2 separate regions of the Mus musculus genome follow, and region 2 is linked to region 1. A link is a contact called in public Hi-C data. All regions are on one chromosome and are shown on one strand. Each heading gives the region's core, a stretch centred on a gene start, on an enhancer-like site or on the middle of the called end of the contact. The rest is flanking DNA. Distances are from core to core; before and after follow the strand shown. Region 1 has its middle 67 kb from the start of Apob. Region 2 overlaps Apob (apolipoprotein B).

What was found. Hi-C and Micro-C count contacts between places; a contact is called where the count stands out from the background.
Region 2: a contact with region 1 is called in a Hi-C map of liver, with 2.6 times the contacts expected there. The contact joins two enhancer-like sites. A contact is called at or near these places in 15 of 484 Hi-C or Micro-C datasets (the AML12 cell line, the HPC-7 cell line, LSK cells and 9 more).

Annotation. Positions count from the first base shown.
Region 1 is chr12:7,908,132-7,913,363 of GRCm38.p6, forward strand. No RefSeq gene overlaps it. Among named protein-coding and RNA genes, the nearest start is that of Apob, 67 kb to the right of the region's middle. Within about 2 kb of position 1,835, at least 7 of the 459 cell types and tissues checked have an H3K27ac peak or open chromatin away from gene starts, as enhancers often do. A contact at or near this core is called in liver, where this site is marked.
Region 2 is chr12:7,989,009-7,994,322 of GRCm38.p6, forward strand. It overlaps Apob (apolipoprotein B), which reads left to right. Exons shown (of 29, transcript NM_009693.2): 11 at 116-233; 12 at 341-487; 13 at 1,235-1,446; 14 at 1,698-1,935; 15 at 2,342-2,518; 16 at 3,857-4,048. Among named protein-coding and RNA genes, the nearest start is that of Apob, 14 kb to the left of the region's middle. Within about 2 kb of position 2,698, at least 2 of the 459 cell types and tissues checked have an H3K27ac peak or open chromatin away from gene starts, as enhancers often do. A contact at or near this core is called in liver, where this site is marked.

The DNA.
Region 1 (5,232 bases), core at 585-3,084:
GCCTTCACTGTGAGTGCACATATACTCCTACTGTTCACACTAGTCAAGTTATGGTGTCAGTGTGGCTGCCCTTCAACAGAAGACTAGATAAAGAAATTGTGGTATATCTACACAATAAAGCTTTATTCAATCATAAAGAATTATTCCATTTGCATGAAAGTAGATGTAACTAGAGATCATCAGATCATCAGGTAAACCAACATAAACAGATGCAGCAAGGGAAGTATTGTATGGTATCTCTCATTTATGGATCCTAGATCTTATGTAGATACACAAAATCTTATATATGAACACACATGTTGTATATGACATGAAAACAGAAATGAGATTATGGGAAGGAAAAGAAATAACAGGAAGATGGAAGAGGAAGGAAAACTGATGGGGAGTAAATATAAAGTATGTGATGGATTGTGTCAAAATGGCCCCAGAGGCTCATAGGGAGTGATAAGGAGGTGTGGCCTTGGAGGAAGTATGTCACTGGGGGTGGGCTTTAAGGTTTTAGATGTTCAATCCAGGCCCGTTGTCATGCTGTCTTCCTGCTGCCTGCAGATCCAGATGTAGAACTCTCAGCTAACCCCCTGCCTGCATGTCACCATGCTTCCCACTATGGTAAGACTAAACCTCACAGACTAAACCTCTGAACTGTGAGGCAGCCCAAACGTAAATGCTTTCCTTTATAAAAGTTGCTGTGGTCTTGGTATCTCTTCATAGCAACAGGACACTAAGATCAAGAATATGATGTATTTGAATAAAAATGTCTTTATGAAAACCTGTATCTATGCATAATTAGCATGTGCCAATAATAGGTAAAATTAACACAAGTATAGACAGTTTTTTAAAAGGAATAAATGAACCTGCCTCACAAACACAAGTATCACATGTTTAGTGTTTTCTCTAAATTGCAGAATCTTAGCAGGAGAGAGAGCAAGGCTCATACAGGGAAGACTGTCAAGTATGTAGAACGACAAAGAAGAGACCAAGAAAGCGAGCAATGGAGGAGAGAAGTATAAGCAAAGAATGTCCCAAGGAATGCAAATGTCATCTCTACAATACACACAAAGTAAAAGCTAACCTGTCACCATTTCACCTAAGATGGTCTAGAATGTTAGGAGCAATAGTAACAGAGAACATGTTGGCCATTGCAAGAGGTTGAGATGAGAAAGATTTGACGACTAACAGCAGCATGAGGGGACTTCAGGGATGAGGCAACTTTTCTTTATTTCATGGTAGCCACACAACTCTTCATTTGTCAGAACTTCTACAACTGAATGCTGAAAAGGAACAGGGCTACTATATCTGTTAAGGATAGTCTGTACACTCTAATAATATAATTTGAAAATTGATGAGAGGAAGCTATGACTAAAAATTTAACACAAGATGAGTGCTGGATAGTGATTGTATTCCCAGGAAAAAAAAAAAAATTCTTACAAGTGGCAGTCACACTAGTCACAGAAGAGGCACACATGTTAGTTCTATCAGAGACTTTTAATTTTATTATCTTTTATTATTTGTGTGTGTGTGAGAGAGAGAGAGAGAGTGGTATATACCATGGTGAGGTGGTCAGAGGAACCTCTGTGAAGTCACTTCCCTCTTGCCTTTATTTGGGTTGCAAGGATTGAACTCGGGTCATCAAGCTTAAGCAGTGGCAAGTGCTTTACCAAATGAGACCTCTCGCTGACCCAGAAAACTTTAAGAGACATTATTAAACTGAGACTCTTGCTCGTAGATTGTTGGGCTCAATTATTTACTGATAATGGAGGTCAGAATTAAGACTGCTGCCCACTAGACGGTTGCAGCCTGTCACTAAATGGCTGTTATTACATTCCATGGCCTGATTAATCATTGTTCCGGGTGAGCAAATGCACTATGACCCTCACCAGGCAAATGAAATGTTTGTGCCTTTAAAAGTTGATATGAAAATCAGAAAGGAAATTAGCTGTGCCGTGTCTTTCGCCCATCTTAAGACTTATCACTGTGAAGCCTAGTTGTGTGTCTTGCCTGTCTGTTGCTATTCTCTGCACACGGTAGCTACAGACTAAAGACTATGCATTGACTGGCTAGACTCCAGGATGATTGATTGCATAAGCAGATGGGTGGCAGCTCCTGCTGGCATGCTGGGCATGACACAAAACAGGCCCTGGCAAAGAGAGTTTTGATGGAAAAAAGTTAAAATGTAGCTACTTCCATGGGCATTTCCCGGTCTCTATCTGGAGGAAACTCTCCTTAAGCTTCTTCCTCCTCTGAGAGTGTTCAGCTCTTTCCCTCTGTTGCCTGGGTTTGTGCCTCATTCCTGTCTCGGTACGATGGGGCCTTTCAAGTATCATAAGAGAATGGCATATTCCCACTTCATACTTCACTACAGTGATGTCAGTAAAGTGGAAGGAAAATAGTGTTCATTACACATGTAATCCATGTAAGAACTTTGAATGTTCCATAGCATTACACTAACTTTCCAACACACATCTTACAGCCATTCAAAGTAAGGCCCACTCACCAGCCCCGAGTTATCTGGTAGCAAATGATTGGACCTTAGCATGTGTTGCCACACCACCTACAGGGCAAAGTGTTCCTGTCTGCCTATTCTTTGTTAAACTCCAGTGAACAAAGACAGCTGCCAAACATTTTCTAGTCATTTGTTCTGTTTATAAACAGAAAGTGTACACTATTTAACAAGATGTAATCATTTGCAAGCTAGATTTATACAGAATGAAAGACGTGAAAGAGAGAGGAGGGGAATTAATGCAAGTCTTAAGTGCTTAATGACCCCATTAATTGAGAGAGAAGTAATTGCAGAAATTAAACAGAAGATGTAATGGGTTTGGAATCATTAACTTATTCTGGGAGTACTGCTGATGTGTACCAGGTGACTTTACTCTGAGAACTGAGACTCAGTCTAATGCAAAAGTTCTTTAATCCGGTTGTTCTTAAGAGACACTTGGAAAACTATGTAGATCCCTAAATTCTGTTCATACGTCTTAGATGCTTCAAGGTGGAACCCAGGCATGTGGATTTTCTAAAACGTTGCCCACTTATTCTTTCAATATTGGTGTCTTACATCTGTGTGAATGGGAAAAAGGACTTGGCCACTCAGAGAGCACATTTGGAGGCCAGGGACAATCTTGGGGGTCATCCTCAAGAATACCATCCACCTCCTTAGTGACAGGTTCTCTGGTTGGCCTGGAACTCACTGATTATGCAAGGCTGGGCTTGATAGTGAGTGCCAGTGGTCCTCCTATCTCTGCTCCCCCACCCTCCTGCCAACACTGGCATTACAAGCACACACCAGAATTTTTTATGGGTCCTGGTACTTGAACTCAAGTCCTCATGCTTGCAAGGTAAGCATTTTACCAATTGAGCCATCTCCCCAGCCCACCTTTCATCCTTTGATTAATCTGATCCTGTTTTAACATCATCGACTATTCTGGGCACTACTGATTATTGAGGATGACCAATTGTTCTGGAAGTCTCCCGCCCAGTGTTACAGGATGGACAGCATCCCTAGCTTCTACTCAGGAGTACTTATTTCTTCTGAGTTATACAAAGTAAGATGTCCTCAGGAGTTGCTATTTTCCCCTGGGGGATAAAATTGCCATCAGTTAGTAATACAATTTCCATTACACGATGCTGACTGAGAATGCTCACTGCAGAAGAGGGATGGCTTTATCAGCTCTGTCCTGTACTTGTATCACAAACACCACACAGCTACTGAGCCGTGACTCAAAATGTGACCAGCAATACGGGAAACCAAACTTTGTTTCATTTTATTTTTAATGAATTTAATTTTTCATTAATTACTTACTTTGCATTATTATATAATTGATTCCTTTACATCCCATTCTCAGCTTCCCCTCCCTCTATTTCTCCCTGTCCCTCCCTCTTCCCTCTCCTCCCCCATACTCCTGTCCCTTTCTCCTCAAAGAGGAGGCCTTCCTTGGATATCAACCTACCTAGGCTTACTAAATTACAACAGGACTGGGTGCATCTTCTGTTGAGGCTACTCAAGGCAGCCCAGTTAGGAAAAAGGATCCAAAGGCAGGCATCAGAGTCAGGGACAGCCCCTGCTCCTGCAGTTAGGGATTCTACATGAAGACCAAGCTGCACATCTGTCAAATATGTGTAGAGGGTCTAAGTCCATCCCATTCATGCTTTCTGGTTGATGGTTCAGGTGCTGGGATTATTTTGTAGGTTTTCTTGTGGTATCCTTGACCTCTCTGGGTCTTTCAGTCCTTCCTCCCTCTCTTCCACAAGATTCCTCAAGTTCTACCTAATGTTTGGCTGTAGATCTTTGCATGTGTTTCCATCAATGCTGGATGAAGTCTCTCAGAGGACAGTTATGTTAGAATCATGTCTGCAAGTCTAGCAGAGTATCAATGATAGTGTCAGGGGTTAGCTTTTGTCCATGGCATGGGTCTCCAGTTGGGCAGGTCATTGGTAGGCCATTCCCTCAATTTTGGCTCCCTCTTTATTCCTTCACATCCTGTAGGCAGGAAAAAATGTGGGTCAAAGGTTTTTGTGCTTGTGTTGGTGTCACCATCCCTCCATTGGAAGTCTTGCCTGGATATAGGGGTAGCAGCTTTAGGTTTACATCTCCTATTGCTAGGAGTCTTAATAGCTAGAGTCATCCTCATAGATTCCTGGAGTTTCCATTGTCTGAGGTTTGTAGCTTGCTCCAGAGATGCTCCCCAGTTGTCTTTCCCAGTAATCTCTTCCTCTGTCCTCTCCATATTTGTCCACTCCTGTTTCCCTCTCCCCCCTGTCTTCCACACAGGTCTCTCCCTCCATCTACCCCTGATGTCTATTTTATTTCCCCTTCTTAGTGAGATTCAAGTATCCTCCCTTGGGCCCTCCTTATTACTTAGCTTCTTTGAGTCTGTGGATTGTCACATGGTTAAACATTACGGCTAATATCCACTTATAAGTGAGTACATACATACCATGTTTGTCTTTCTGGGTCTGGGTCACCTCACTCAGGATGATCTTTTCTAGTTCAATCCACTTACCTGCAAATTTCATGATATTGTTTTTAATAGCTGAGTAGTCTTCCATTGTGTAAATGTACCACAGTGTCTTTGCAATTTCTACCAAAATTCCAACACAAGTCTTTACAGACCTTGAAAGAACAATATTTAACTTCATACAGAAAAACAAAACAAAAACAAGGATAGCTAAACTGTACGATAAAGGAACTTCTAGAGGAATCACCATCTCTGATCTCAGGATGTACTACAGAGT
Region 2 (5,314 bases), core at 1,448-3,947, 82 kb after region 1:
CATTTTTCTATTGCTCAATTTGAGAGAGACAGTTTGAAATAAGAATTAACAAACACGAGTTTGGATTTTAAAAAAGGTTTAACTATCCCTCTCACTTTTTTTTTTAACTTGGTAGCTATTTTGATGTGGACCATTCAAGGAGCCCAGTTCTGCAGGATATCGCTGGTTACCTGTTGAAACAGATCGACAATGAATGCACGGGCAATGAAGACCACACCTTCTTGATTCTGAGGGTATTCTCGCCGTATTTCACGTTATATACATCATTTCAAAAATGGCCATCCTGGAAAGCCCTTATTTCTGCACTGAGATGAGCTCTTGTTTCATTTCTTCAATGAAGGTCATTGGAAATATGGGAAGAACCATGGAACAAGTAATGCCAGCCCTCAAGTCCTCAGTCCTGAGCTGTGTACGAAGTACAAAACCATCTCTGCTGATTCAGAAAGCTGCTCTCCAGGCCCTGAGGAAGATGGAACTGGAAGATGAGGTAAAGTTCTCTGTGTGGTCCTAAGAGTGAAAGTTGATGCTGATCAACAAGATTCAGGAAGTGTAAAGACAACCCATTGTCTGGTTCACCAACTGGGTTTCCCAGGACCATCCTCTTTGTGTTAGTTCCAGTAAACACATTGACATCCTAGTACTTTGTGAACATGAAAGACACACTACGTTGCAGCTAATTCACGAGGTAGAACACATATTTTTTTTGCTACACGCTACCCTACAACTAAACTGATCATCATCTCATCTTAGGGAAACATTGGTTCTACCCGATCAAATTCAATAGTGAATTTGATCTTACCTTAGGTGGAAAAAAAAACAGACCATTAAACCGTCTTATGCAAACTTACTATCACTTTCCATCTTTTTCCTTATTAAAATAATCTTATTTAGATAATAATCTAATTGTCTAGTAACTAGACAATTAGAAATAATCTACATTAAGACAAATTGCGCTTAAGTGGCAGATCTACACGCAAGTCATAAGTTGGTCATGATTCCTGTGCTGTAGTGCGATTGAGTTCAGCACATATTCTATTCAAATCTTCTGGGGACCATTCCTTGGGCTGGTCACCCTGGGGGACACTGAAGAAGACTAGGTATCAGCATTTGCAGCCACTTGAGAAAGAAATTAGACTTCTCATGAACATGCATTGGCAGACATGCCAGCCAGCATCCACCAGATATGCTCTGTCTTGACCAAAAGAAAGCCATCTCAATATATCTTCCAATGCAGGTCCGGACGATCCTTTTTGATACATTTGTAAATGGTGTCGCTCCCGTGGAGAAGAGACTGGCTGCCTATCTCTTGCTGATGAAGAACCCTTCCTCATCAGATATTAACAAAATTGCCCAACTTCTCCAATGGGAACAGAGTGAGCAGGTGAAGAACTTCGTGGCATCTCACATTGCCAACATCTTGAACTCGGAAGAACTGTATGTCCAAGAGTAAGTGAGAACCATTTTCCCCCATCAGCCACTGAAAATCCTGGGCTGGGACACCAATTCCCCCATTCTGTCACTGCCTGTCTTCATGGATACTTAAAGTGATGTGCACAGACCTTGAACCAAATTTTTGGGCCATATAAGTCCATATACCTTAGTTGCCATTAGGAATTCATATATGCTTGGGACATGAGGTGAGTATAGACAAGTGACATAGGGTTCTGACTCAAAGTCTACTTTTTCTTTTCATTTAGTCTGAAAGTTTTGATCAAAAATGCTCTGGAGAATTCTCAATTTCCAACGATCATGGACTTCAGAAAATTTTCCCGAAACTATCAGATTTCCAAATCTGCTTCTCTCCCAATGTTCGACCCAGTCTCAGTCAAAATAGAAGGGAATCTTATATTTGATCCAAGCAGTTATCTTCCCAGAGAAAGCTTGCTGAAAACAACCCTCACAGTCTTTGGACTTGCTTCACTTGATCTCTTTGAGGTAAGTGTGACTGAAGGAGCTCAGAGTCGTTTGCCCATTCTGTGCAATACCGTCTGTCTCCACTAGGGGTCATCTGAAACATGAGTCCTTAGACTATATAGAGAGAAAGTTATGTCTCAGAGCAATCCCTGGAACCCAACCCTGGAAAAATGTCTCCACATGATTCCTCCCCCATCAAACCCTGCATCTGATCCCAACTCTGAATCCTTAATTATTTATCCTTTCTGGTCCTTAGTGATGTCTTCTAGCATCTGAGGTTTAAGTAAACAACTTCCATCAAGTGTTTCTGCTATGTTCATCCGCTGCCTGTTTAATTACATGAGCTTAAATGGCTGGGATGGGGGAGACAGGAGCTGCCGTACAACCAAAAGTCTAATGGCATATTTTGCCTGGTTCTCTTTCTCAGATTGGTTTAGAAGGAAAAGGGTTTGAGCCAACACTAGAAGCTCTTTTTGGTAAGCAAGGATTCTTCCCAGACAGTGTCAACAAGGCTTTGTATTGGGTCAATGGCCGAGTTCCAGATGGTGTCTCCAAGGTCTTGGTGGACCACTTTGGCTATACTACAGATGGCAAGCATGAACAGGTATGTGTTTGTTAAATAACTTTTTTTTAAAGGGAAGTGTTGGGTTTCACTGCCAGACCTTCATCACTATGCCTAGAAGCAATTAAAGTTTTACCTGCCTGAAATGGTCACTGTGACTATATATTAGACACTTTGATGGGACTAAGAAAGACTCAGTGTCCTCTAGAGATAAGGGACTCTTGGAAATGTAGTGGGAACAAGGTCGACTAGAGGCACTCCAGTGAATGATGAAGAGTGTGCCACATCAGACAAGAGTTTGGATTCACACCAAGCCATGCCCCTTAGGAAGATTGCCAATCTGTTTCTAGATAACAATCCATAGCTCACATCACCACTTAATGACTACATGAAATAAGTTACATGGCCCATGATATTATTACTGATTGTTCAATAAGCAGACAATTGTAAATTTTAAGCTAGTATTTTCATCATTATTAACAACTTTTCTTCACCTGTCACTCACATCAGTGCATTGTCCAGTGAGAACAAAGTTCACCTTGAAGCTGGCAAGGAACTCTTATTTTAAGGAGTAGAAACTAGATTGTACATGCTGGAGTTTCTTACTGTTCTGACTGTTTGAACTCAGAGTATAGTCTGTGTGATTGGCACCATAAAAAAAAAACAAACAAACAACAACAAAACTATACACACTTGTTAGAAATGATGGTTCTTGGGTTTACCCAAGTTCTACTGAATCAGACCCCATTTTAACAAGATCCCAGGGAACATGGGTGTGTATTTAAGGTTTAGAAGTAGGGCCATAGCTTGTTTTCAAGTGTTAACTTGTGGTTAACTTCTGATTTCTGACCTCCACCAAAAGCTGATCCATTTGGGATCTTCTTCCTGATGCTCTTGGAGCTGTGTGTTTGTTTGTTTGTTTGTGTCTAGTTGTGGATCTGCAGTCGCATGTTTTTCACACTTCCATCTGATCTATACAATAGCCACCTTTTCTCAAGAAATCCCTAGCATTCATTCCTAGGAAAGGGATAGTGGGCTAAGCAAGGAAGGGGATCAGAGATCAGCCTAACTTAAGGATCCCTATGGATCCTGGCATCCTGGAGAACAGGAGTTCCCCTAATTATCCTTCAACTCAAGCATTGTTTTGAAAACACTCCTATCCCTGAAAAGTGCTTGTGACTCTCTATTTCTGTTTAGAAGAGGTCTCCTTCACTAAAAGGTGGGGCTCAGTTCTTATACCTGTCCTGTTTTTTGATCATGCTTGCTGTGAAGCTGTGAGTTTGAGTACACCACAGCTGTGCCAAATAGACTGACCTGAGGAATCTGTAACTGTTGGGCATAACTGGTGTCTCATTTGATATTTTGTTACTAAAATCCTAGGACATGGTGAATGGAATCATGCCCATTGTGGACAAGTTGATCAAAGATCTGAAATCTAAAGAAATTCCTGAAGCCAGGGCCTATCTCCGCATCCTAGGAAAAGAGCTAAGCTTTGTCAGACTCCAAGACCTCCAAGTCCTGGGGAAGCTGTTGCTGAGTGGTGCACAAACTTTGCAGGGAATCCCCCAGATGGTAAGTGACCCAGGTCTTATCTGAGTTCTCACTGTCTAGCCAGGTTCTTCTTAGATCCACCACCCTCACAAACATGAGAACGTTTTTGGATAGCCTTCAAAACACAAGTTTGCCCCGAATATCAGTAAAGGGGACTTTTGATGGCTAAGAAGGGCATTCAATCAACCAAGTTTGACCTGATTGGAAGACTGACCTGGCTTCGGACCCCAGAAACTACATTTAAAAAGCATATGGTGGTGACATACTCTGATCATTTAAGCACTGGGAAGGCAGCCACAGGTAGATCCTTTGCACTTAACGGCAGAGCTGCCTAGCCAAATCAGCAAGCTCCAAGTCAAACTGAGAGATGCAGTATCCTAAAACCAAAGATGAACAGTGTTCTGAGGAATTACACCAGTGGTTAACATGGGCTACACACACATAGATATACATACACATGCATGCACATGGACACCCAAATACATATGCACACACGTAAACATGCATATACATGTATACACTGTCTTCAAAGGGAAAGTGGCTGGGGAGGTAGCTCAGTGGGTAAAGCAGTTTCTATGTAAGCATGAGGGCCTGACACTGAATCTCCAACACCTGAGTAAAAGCCAGGCACAGACATTCCCATAATGGTCCAAGGGCTGAGGCAGGCAGATTCTGGAGCTCATTGGTCAGCTAGGCTGTCTAAAACAGGGAAGCTTCAGTGAGAGTCCTTGCCAAAGAACAGAGAATGGTAAAGAAAACCACCTAACATTAACTTCTGGCCTCACAGTTAAATGCATAAGTACACATAAGGGCATATGCACACACACACACACACACACACACACACACACACACATACACACACACACACATACACCCTATATGCACAAAACTCTACTTAAGAAGATGATAATGATTCTTATTATCTAAAAAACTGGTACCACTTGGAAACAAAGTCATCATAATAGTTGTATCTTCCGAGCATATTAGTTTGATCTCTTATTTTTATTAGAAAACAATTTTCAGCATACCTTCCTCCACCTAGGCTGGCAGCTTTTGCAAATATTGAAAATGATACAATAATTATGAAATAAAGTTTTTAGCAAACTGTAACCCACTATTGACATTTGTGTTATATCTACATTCTATAAATGTATCATAAAAAGGGGGAAAGATGCGAACGTGTTCCCTATGATTAGATAAATAATCATGTTTGCTTGAAGAGCAGGGGTCTCGAGAGCTGGGGGTGTAGCTCAGTGACACAGGGGTCACCTAGCACTGAAAACC